Regions from separate parts of the Sus scrofa genome. Here all the other regions are linked to region 2. The links are chromatin contacts, called in public HiChIP or PLAC-seq maps. All regions are on one chromosome and are shown on one strand. Each heading gives the region's core, a stretch centred on a gene start, on an enhancer-like site or on the middle of the called end of the contact. The rest is flanking DNA. Distances are from core to core; before and after follow the strand shown.

Evidence for each region. HiChIP or PLAC-seq counts read pairs in DNA pulled down with a chosen protein or histone mark.
Region 1: an H3K27ac HiChIP or PLAC-seq map of skeletal muscle shows a contact between it and region 2. The contact joins two enhancer-like sites. A contact is called at or near these places in 19 of 47 Hi-C or Micro-C datasets (brain, embryonic fibroblasts, epiblast stem cells and 10 more) and 2 of 2 datasets of contacts at active chromatin or transcription factors (alveolar macrophages and skeletal muscle).
Region 3: an H3K27ac HiChIP or PLAC-seq map of skeletal muscle shows a contact between it and region 2. The contact joins two enhancer-like sites. A contact is called at or near these places in 6 of 47 Hi-C or Micro-C datasets (embryonic fibroblasts, fibroblasts, mesenteric adipose tissue and 3 more) and 1 of 2 datasets of contacts at active chromatin or transcription factors (skeletal muscle).

Annotation. Positions count from the first base shown.
Region 1 is chr1:114,678,088-114,681,210 of Sscrofa11.1, reverse strand. No RefSeq gene overlaps it. Among named protein-coding and RNA genes, the nearest start is that of CGNL1, 51 kb to the right of the region's middle. Within about 2 kb of position 1,805, at least 13 of the 83 cell types and tissues checked have an H3K27ac peak or open chromatin away from gene starts, as enhancers often do. A contact at or near this core is called in skeletal muscle, where this site is marked.
Region 2 is chr1:114,810,646-114,814,266 of Sscrofa11.1, reverse strand. The region is part of intron 5 of TCF12 (transcription factor 12); the gene reads left to right. Among named protein-coding and RNA genes, the nearest start is that of CGNL1, 180 kb to the right of the region's middle. Within about 2 kb of position 1,521, at least 13 of the 83 cell types and tissues checked have an H3K27ac peak or open chromatin away from gene starts, as enhancers often do. A contact at or near this core is called in skeletal muscle, where this site is marked.
Region 3 is chr1:114,659,264-114,662,819 of Sscrofa11.1, reverse strand. No RefSeq gene overlaps it. Among named protein-coding and RNA genes, the nearest start is that of CGNL1, 33 kb to the right of the region's middle. Within about 2 kb of position 1,824, at least 10 of the 83 cell types and tissues checked have an H3K27ac peak or open chromatin away from gene starts, as enhancers often do. A contact at or near this core is called in skeletal muscle, where this site is marked.

The DNA.
Region 1 (3,123 bases), core at 556-3,055, 130 kb after region 2:
GCCCTGTACCTGCATGTTCATGGGAGTGGAAACAAATCCAACTAGTAACCATGAGGTTTCAGATTCAATCCCTGGCCTTGTTCAGTGGGTTAAGGATCTGGTGTTGCCGTGAGCTGTGGTGTAGGTTGCAGGCTCGGCTCAGATCCCAAGGTGCTATGGCTATGGCTGTGGCCATGGCCAGCGGCTACAGCTCTGATTCAACTCCGAGACTGGCATCTTCCATATGCCGTGTGTGTCGCCCTAAAAAGCAAAAAAAAAAAAAAAAAAAAAAAAAAAAAAAAGTCATTTCAAAACCTTTTTTTTTTTTTTTTTTTTTTTTAGGACTGTACGTACCCTCAGCATATGGAAGTTCCTAGTCTAAGGGTTTTATCAGCTATAGCTGCCGGCCTATGCCATAGCCACAACCACGCGAGATCCAAGCCATATCTGTGACCTCTATACCACAGCTCACGGCAATGCTGATCCACAACCCACTGAGCGAGGCTAGGAATTGCACCAGTATCCTCGTGGTTACTAGTTGGATTTGTTTCCGCTAAGCCACAAGGGAACTCCTCAAATGTTTATGGCAAAATAAAATTGCTATTTGATGTGGGATTTGAGCTCGTTTAATATATTTGATATATTTTATATATATACATATATATACACAGATGGGTGTGTGTATATATATACACACATATATGTATAGACCTGATGGAAAGGTCTTAAAGACCTGAAGGTGTAACATCCTGAGTTCCTTCAAGTTCAGTTTCTTTCATTTAATACTTTTTCCTTCTGTGGTTTCTTGATAGTTTTGGGAAGATACTCAACCATGTCTTCCCCTCTGGAGGACAGGACCACTGGTGTATCTCTGAAGCTCTCATCTGCCTAGGCTGTGAGGACCCCCAGAGACAGCATGGGGTTTTTTAGACGCTCCAAAGAAACTACTTTTCCCCTGCTCCCAGGGTGAGGTCTTCCTTTTCTATCCCTTGCAGCCCTTTGATAATTGTTGCTTTCTCCTATTTCTCTGGCCTTTTTTGGGACCTTTCCTACAAGCCTGAGTCTTTTCTCCTGGACAGCTGGTCCTGGTTGGACCAGTGCTGGGGACAGGCTCTTGTCCTGAAATACACCCAACCATCAACCATGGTGCATTTTCTCTGTCGTCTGGTTACTCCCAGCAACCACACTCAGTTCAGTGAACTTGGGTAAGTTTCAAAGCGGCCCAGCAATGAACTCCAGCCCCTGCCTTGCAGGGCCATGGCATTAGGATGTCCTGCCTGTGGGACCACCGCACACTCAGGCTCCAGTCCCAGGGGCCCCTCCTGACACCTCCATCATTTCAGGCTGAGCCACCACACCCATGCACGTCAGACCGCCCCCAGGCCATCTCACCTCCCCCTCATTAAAGCCTGCGCTGAAAAGAGCAGGGTTGTTTTCCAGACTCTGTCATCAGGGAGGTATTGATCAACACTGATAGTGCGAGGAGCTTGATCTCACCCCAACTGGCAGAGATTAATTAGCTTGATTCCCAAGCATAATCCCTAATTAGGGGCAGGAAGAAAGGAAAGAAAACACAAAGCAACTATTCTGTCCGGGGGCGGGGGGTGCAGGAAGGCGAGGAAGAAGCAGGTAAACACGTCCCAGCACCTGAGTGCCTCCTGCCTACTCCTGGCCAGCCCCTGAGCACAAAGAGTGCTGAGGAGGGGGTGCCTTAATGCAAGGATATGCTTTTAGTTTCTTTGCTTTGCATCCTCCCTAGCAACACACTGGAAGGTGCAATTAAGCAGGATGCTTTGAAGTGCCTGCTCTAGGCTTGCACTGCCCCCTGGGGGCTGAGGCTGCCAGCAGGGGAGAATTCAGCTCCCCTAGACTTCGAGAAAGGTTGGATGAGGAGAGGCTAATCACCCTGAGACCTGAGTAGAAGTAGTGAAATGATCCGGTTTCCTGCAGCCGGGAAGCAGGTGTCATCTTACTCTATTACAAAGCATTTCTAGAGCTTTCCAGTGAGGACTGGCGGGTGGTGGGGGGACAGCTGGACGAAGGAGGAACCTATGACTTAACAGCTGTGAGATTTGGCCAATCCAAACTTAACCCCTCCAGAGAGTTCCTCTTGAGGCTAACAAACCCGACTGTTAACCATGAAGACTCCGGTATGATCCCTGGCCTCGCTCAGTGGGTTAAAGATCAGGCCTTGCTGTGAGCTCTGGTGTAGGTCAAAGAAGCAGCTTGGATCCCACGTTGCTGTGGCTGTGGTGTAGGCCGGCGCTTCAGCTCCAATTCGACCCTCTCCATCAGCCTGGGAACCTCCATATGCTGCGGGTGCGGCCCTAAAAAGACAAACAAAACAAAACAAAACAAAATTTAACCCTTCTGAACTTCAGTTTCCTCTTCTATAAAATGGGGATAATTTATAATCATATTAGTTCACATAACAGTTATGAGAATTAACTGATGTGTTCAGAGGTACATGGCACCCAGGGGGCACTTTCTAACCCACCTGACAGAAGCAAACCATGGGTGCAACAAATCAAAAAATGGCCGTTAAGAAAATAATCGCTAAAAAAAAAAAAAAAAAAAAGGAGTTCCTGTCGTGGCTCAGGGGTTAACGAACCTGACTAGCATCTATGAGGCTGCGGGTTCAATATCTCTCAGTGGGTTAAGGATCCCAAGCTGCTGAGAGCTGTGCCGCCATAGGCCGGCAGCAAGCGCTCCAGTTAGACTCCTAGCCTGGGAACCTCCATATGCTGCCAGTGCTGCCCTAAAAGACAAAAAGACAAAAAAAGAAAAGAAAAGAATTGTTTATGTTTTTTGGATGTGATTGTTTTTCTAAAGTCCTTGTCTGTTAGAGATACTGCCTTGTTTGCAGAGGTAATGATGGGATGTCTGGTAGTAGCTTCAGTGTCGGGTGGTGGGGGTGGGATGAAAGGGTTTAGATGGAACAGGATTGGCTGAATTGATCATTGTCAAACCTGGGTGACAGATACATGGGAGTTCGCTATGTGCTTTATTTTGAGATGTTTGACGTTTTTCATGACACTAAGTTGAAAGAGGGAGGAGAGAAAGGCAGGAAGGAAAGTAAAAAGATTCCATTCTAGTGTCCTTTCTGAAACCTTCCCTGACCCCACATCTGCAGGGGGATGGAGG
Region 2 (3,621 bases), core at 272-2,771:
GAGCATTCATACAAGAATTTGATGAAAGCAGACACAGTATGTCAGGAGGAGTAGATTATTTAAGTGTGTGATTACCAAGATAATTGGAAAACATGCTATTCTTTATTCCTCCAGCCAAATTTTTTGGTGATGTGACTTTGACCTTCTTTTCTTTTCTTTTTTTATTTATTTATTTTTAGGGTAAGGGGAGTAGACAGGATTGAGATGTTAAAGGATTGGCTTAGTAAAATTGGCTAAAAAGTTATAAAGAACAATGGAATTATTTTAAATCCTTTTTTGTTTAAGCATGGAATAAACATTAAGATACAAAGGTTGCTTGATTATTTTTATTTATTTATTTTTGTCTTTTTGCTATTTCTTGGGCCGCTCCCCCGGCATATGGAGGTTCCCAGGGTAGGGGTCCAATCAGAACTGTAGCCACCGGCCTACACCAGAGCCACAGCAACACAGGATCCGAGCCGCATCTGCAACCTACACCACAGCTCACGGCAACACCGGATCGTTAACCCACTGAGCAAGGGCAGGGACCGAACCCGCAACTTCATGGTTCCTAGTCAGATTCGTTAACCACTGCGCCACGACGGCAACTCCTGCTTGATTATTTTTAGAGAATACATATGCACCATGTTTTCTCCTGAAATGCAGCCAAAGATGAAGAGATAATTCCTAGTTCTGTAATCTGTTGAACTGCTGTAAAAATGAAATGTCTTTGTTTCTAAGTTTTACCAATGTAAGATTGGGGAGACATGGAGATATTAAATGGGAAAACACATTAAATTCCGAATCTAAGGAACAGCAGCAGTGCAATGTAGATGTGAATGTTTTCAGATACAATTTCAAAAAGCAATTATTAAATAAAATGTCTCAGAGAATTGGTATTTAGGTTTTGAGCTACGTATGATGAATATCTTGGTATGCATTCTATATGTGGCATCATTTTTTGATAAATGATGAAAATTGATTAAATGAATTTTCTTAACCTCTTCTGTTTATTCATCCCAAATTTCTACCTATCTACTTATTCGACTCTCATATTGAATCCTCTTTTTAGTATTCTCTCTGTGCATTGTGATGGCTGAAAGGCACTGTTTTTGTATAAATCTTCTCATCTTTGTCTGTGTGTTTATATTTAACTTGTGAATTTGATTTTGGGAGAAGGAATGGATAACATGGGGAAGGGTTGCTGCATCCTGGACGATTTCATCTCGGGTTCTAGTCTCAAGAAGTCATTTCTAAAGCCTATTCAGATTGCCCAGTTCTGACTGTATGCTCTTATCAAATATAATGAGATCCTTTATTGGCGCCTTAGCAATTCTGCAGGAATTATTGATTGGGAAGATGCTTACACTTCTGAGCTGGTCACAGGAAGTTGGTGCAGAGTTAAGATGGAGTAAGTGATGAGATAAAGGCTGGGTTAGAAAAGTGATTACAACTGGGAACTTGCTAATCACTGACTTTTGTAGGGATCCTCTGGTTTATCACTAATCTTACTCACACTTGGCATTTTCCTAGGCCACTGCCTCATCATTCATAGCTGTTTGAGTAATTTGGCACAGAGTGAACAAGAGGAGGGCATAGAGAGTCCAGCAGCTGTGCTTGTTGGCACTAGATTTTTAAACGTCTTCAATGTAGCCAGCAGCGTGCTTGGCACAAATGTTAGCCAATAATACTTAAACAAATTGTTATGGAGAAAATAGGCAAGCATTTATGTTAAAAACCCTCTCTCTTTCCTGCCCTTTTAAAAAAAAAAAATCTGTAAGTTTGAACAGGTTGCTACCAAAATAAAGTCTCTAATTCTGATAGCATGGTCCTAGGTTCTTTCAGACAAGAATTTCCAACTACTTTATAAGCATTAATTAAACTGTGCAAGTCTCTGTGAGGTACATGTTATTGAGGTGGTTTTTCTAAAAGAGTGAGTGGGAACATTGATGTTATGTGACTTGTAATGTGCCCAGCTCATTCAGTGAGAGTGGCAAGAGCCAAGACATGAAGCCAGTAATGAGAATTCCTAAGTTTCGGCTTAGATATACCCAGTGTATTACAAATTTCCCCACTTTGTAGTATAGTATTTTGTTTCTCCAAGTAGTTACATTCAAAATGTATGTAACATTTGTTAATATTCAACCACAAAAGGGGAGGAAAAGCTTCTCCATAAGTAAAGAAATTAGGTAATTCATGAGTTTTCAAAGATACCCAAAGGAGTGGAGGATATTCTGCTCATATAACTCTGATCAAATATAGATTTGTGCCCAAATATTTGCCTATATAAGGATTTCATATGGTTTACCTGAAAATTAAATATGGAAAAGTTGTCATGATTTATATATTGAAATACTTCATTTTGGAATATAGTTACGTTGATCTAGGTAATTTTTGAAACATCCAGGAATTCTTTCTCTAGGTTAAGCCTTTATTTTTTTAGAAAATGTATAATGCTGCCCCTTCTTTGGCCACGCCCACAGTATGTGGAAGTTTCCAGGCCAGGGATTGAGCCTGTGCCACAGCAGCTACCTGAGCCACTGCAGTGACACCACCAGATCCTTAACCCACTCTGCCACAAGGAAACTCCTAATGCTGCCCATTTTAAAATACAGTGATGGAATTTTTTTATTTAATAGATGGTGAATTTGAATTTGAATGTTAGTCAGTATGCTTAAATGAACATTGAAATAGTATTGACTTTCAGAAAAATGGGGAAACGATTTGTTCTCATTTGTGCTTTTACTCATGAAGTCAGCAATTACTTCTTGAGTAGTTTCTATTCATTGAAAATACTAAACTTTGCTGGAAATTTTCAGGTATTTAGTGGACTACTGCAGAAATAAATGCTGAGCCAGCTACATCTTCATTAATGTCTTTTTCTCTGTTCATTTCCTCATAAAAACATTATTTTTCATTGGTAGGAAAACAGCACATATAATTAAGAGAGTATTATAGGGCAGGTTCTCCAGCCAGCAAATTAAGATCTTTACAGGAGATCTTCAAAATTTACTGTCCTGTCTCACAGCTTCCTTCAGTCACTCCTTGGTATTAACAGACTGTCTAGTAGGATGAAAAATGTAACTAGCAGTACTACCAGCGTGTAAGTAAACTACCTTTCCCAGTGCCTTGCACACATGTAATAGTCAGCAGTTTCCCCTAGCAACCTTAAGACTTTGAGAGTGAATAAGAGAAAGTGGAAGAGTCCTACACTGCTGTGTACTCCAAGGGAGGTTCAGCAAAGCATCTGGGGAGTTCATGAGCCAAAGTTGGTCAACAGAGTAATGCCATGTCTCCCATGAAGGGGTGTGCTCTGGGTTCCCCAGCATACCCTGTCAGGTGTGTCAGAAGCAAGGGAGCTTCAGTGCAAAAGCAGTCATGGGTTTCAGAGCAGGGCAGCTGGAGCAATTCCTCAAAGAAATTGACCTCAGAGAGTCAGTTACATTCCCCACAGCAGGAATTCTGCAAGGTGTGCTCTCATGGCCGGCACAGCAGTTATTTTTTTTAATTGCTTTTAACATATACACACAAATCAATCACTGCTTAGATTAGGAAACTGAGGCCCAGAAAGATGTGATCCGAATAAATACTTTTCTAACAGACACTGAAGCAAGCATAACATCATCATGTGCCCTTTGTAAG
Region 3 (3,556 bases), core at 575-3,074, 150 kb after region 2:
CAACGTTCTGTTGTGTCTTTAATGAATCTGATTCCTCTACGTGCCTCATATAAGTGGGATCATGTACTCTTTGTCCTGTGACTGACTTCTTCCACTGAGTATAATGTCCTCAAGGTTTGTCCATGTGACAGCTGACTATTAAACCAAGTGTGGGGCCCTTCTGGGCACAGGGCTCTGGTCACATGCCTGATACTACTCTCTAGCAGTAGAAGAGGCTATTTTTCCAGAAATCATTAAGAAAACTTCTTAAGATTTCTGCAAATCAGAGGCCTTCTGATTTTTGTTTTTAAAGCATTTTTCAATGCCAAGGACGAGAAACCTGAGTACCCTTCCCTATTTAGAGATGTACAGCCATGGGGAAGGCATTTTTAAGGTGTGAAAATGTCAGCTCAGCCTGGATGCTTCCAGGAGGAACCGTGAAGAGAGGAAGCAAGAGGCTATTTCCAAATCTCAGGTCCAGAAAATATCTTTTTGCTGCAAAAAGGAACAAAAATGCCAGTAGTTCCCAGTACCACCCCCTACACACACACACTTCATAAGCATCAAATCCAAACCCCCAGACGGATGGTGCTGGGGAAGCAGACAGAATGTTTGGTCTCTACCATCTTCCTGGCAGACAAAATACTTTAACCTTGACAGGGAGCAGGACACAAAATCCGTGTGTGGAGTTGGGCAACATCGCACAGTGTGACTGACCCTCTAAGTACGTGGCCGTGGTGGGCACAAAGCCTAGTGTTGGGATTACATTTCATCCACAAAACTGACCCCACTCCCTTTCTAAATTATCATCACACATAATTTTACGTTATTTTCAAAATCACCAATGTATTAATACTTTAAATAACTGGTGTAGTGTTTCACCAACTACTTCCTATCACACTTAAAGTGGGGAAAGCCTCAGCCAATTAGTAAAATGAAATCTGAATTACATCTATCAAACTAAGCAGTTTTATTGCTCCAAGTGCATGTAGAAGGTTAGGCGAGATAAATCTCAGGCAGGAAAACTCCTTTGGGATCTTTAATGAAGACAGGAAAATGGTTTATTGTTAGCTTATCAGTTAGTGCATGGAAATGGAAGATTTTTCAGTTCTGGAAAACCCTGCTCGTTCTCGGCTGCAGTGACATCTTGTTTATACCATCATCTGCTCAGCCCACTCCACCCTCATCATTTCCACCAAAGTAGACGTCAGCCTCGATTCTGCAAAATATCACCCATTCCAAATTGCTGCATTTAAGTAAATTCTTGATATGTTATCCTGCTTTAGTCCAGGCTCTCAAAATGCTTTTTAAAGAAACCTACTTGGACCCGTGGCAACAGGCGTTTCTGCTGTTTTCTTTTTGAAGATAAGTGGCAGAAAATGTCAAGGCTGTGGCTTCATGACTTGTCTGGGCTCCCAGACTCTCCATCAGTTACTGGGCGAGAATCCCCTCTGCTCATGGCTCAGGGCTTGAAGGAGAAGCTAGAGTTGCAGGAGGCTGCTCCAGGAGCCCCCTCAACCCTGCATAATTACAGCACAGAAATGGCTATGCATGACCACCGCCCAACTGTGACTCGAACCCGGCACCCAACAATGGCCCCGAGTGTGCCTGTGCGTCTGAGTCACAGGCAAGGGGAAACAGGGACTTGTGTTTCTCATATATCCCAAGGCCGCCTTCTAACATGACCGGGCCCCAGAAGCACAGAACCCCATGGCTTTTTGGCAATTAAATGGTTTTCACACTTCTATTTTTAAAAGCCTTGGAAATGAGTAACCTGGGGGATCAGGGTGGTTGGGTGAATGTCTTGCCAAAGTTCTCCCAGTCAGAGGCCCTGACTGGCAGGGGTCCCAAAACAACTGTGAAACCAAAATGCCACGACAGGCCTGCTCCTCAGATGATAAAAACAGAGACATGGGAGACACCCAGGCCCACACAGTCTGCCCTACGTGGCCACAAAGAGTGTGTTCTAGCCTCTGGTCTCCAGCTGGTCCAGACTGTTGTCCTGCTGCTTTGCATGGGTAGGTAACACTTTCCCCTGTGGGATTCTGCTGCAGTGGGTTCCCAGGAAGCCAACCCAGCCAGAGAGGAGGTCCATGCAGGGGTTGGGGTGGGGGGAGGGGTGTTAGGGGAGTTCTTGGATTGTACATCCTGGAAGGAAAGGGAAGAGGGTTTTTTGCTTTTTTTTTTTTTTTTTTTTTTTACGTGCACACATTTTATTTTTTTAGCAGAACAGGTCATCTGTGAGACCTAAGCTACCTTTTCAGTCACAGGATATGCCAGGAATTCTTGTCACTGAAGTTCCTCAGTAATACTGTTAAAAATCCAAGGATTTTCTATGACTTCCTTATCCAACAAATAAGTAGGCTTAGACTATTTTATCTGAAAACACTTAAATCCAATTCTGGAATTCAAATCTAATCAACATATCTCTGTATTGTAACAGAGTGAATTTTTCAGTGAGAACTTCAGACATCTGTCTTCTTTTATATTACACCAACATATATTTTAAAAAAATATTCCTCCTTACTTTCAAGACATAAAAGTCATAGAATTTTCCTTTCTCTAGGAGGCATGGGTGGAGGGAGGAGTGTAGCTGGGGAGCATCTCAGCAGACCTTCTTGGGTATTCTGAGGTTGGGTGACCCCTCAGAGCAGCAAAGGGTCAGAGAGGGTCAGAATTTTATAGCTCCATGCCAACCAGGCACTGGTGTGGTTCCTGAAAGGGGGTGTGTGTGATGTGGGGGTGCCTCTGCCACCTACAGCAAAGCTAGATTTTAACCCACTGAGCAAGGCCAGGGATGGAATCCACGTCCTCATGGATACCAGTGGGGTTTGTTACAGCTTCCCCACCGTGGGAACTCTCTGTAGCATCTCTTTTAAAAGCTTAGGATCAATGTGGAAGTTCTTATCTTCCCAGTGGGGCCTGGCAACAAAGTGGGGCCTGCGGGAGAAACCCGGGATGAGAAGCCCCTGGGGAAGGGAGTCACATAAGGGGAGGAGGAAGGGCAGGGAACCGTGAAAGAGAGGCAAGAGTGAGCGAAGGTGTCTAGTTTTTCTTTAGGAGGATGAGGCGTGAACTGCGCATGCCAGGAGGAACACCTGAGCCCAAGTACACAGGATTTGCAGTTAGAAGAGCCACGGGAGAGACAACGACTCCACCTGACCTGCCACGGACCGGACGTGCCCGAAGCGCGGGGGCGTGGCCACCAGTGCAGAAGCAGTAGGGGCTGGAGCTTGAGCGCTTGGAAGGAAACAGTGAGAGGGTGCTGCTGACTTTAATCCCTCTCCTGGGGCTGTTCATGCTTCCTCTCCCTCCTACGCCCCTCCCTCCCCTCCCTTGATTTTTTGTTTTTTTTGTTTTTTTTTTTGTCTTTTTTGTCTTTTGTCTTTTGTTGTTGTTGTTGCTATTTCTTGGGCCGCTCCCGCGGCATATGGAGGTTCCCAGGCTAGGGGTCTAATCGGAGCTGTAGCCGCCGGCCTACGCCAGAGCCACAGCAACGCGGGATCCGAGCCGCGTCTGCAACCTACACCACAGCTCACGGCAACGCCGGATCGTTAACCCACTGAGCAAGGGCAGG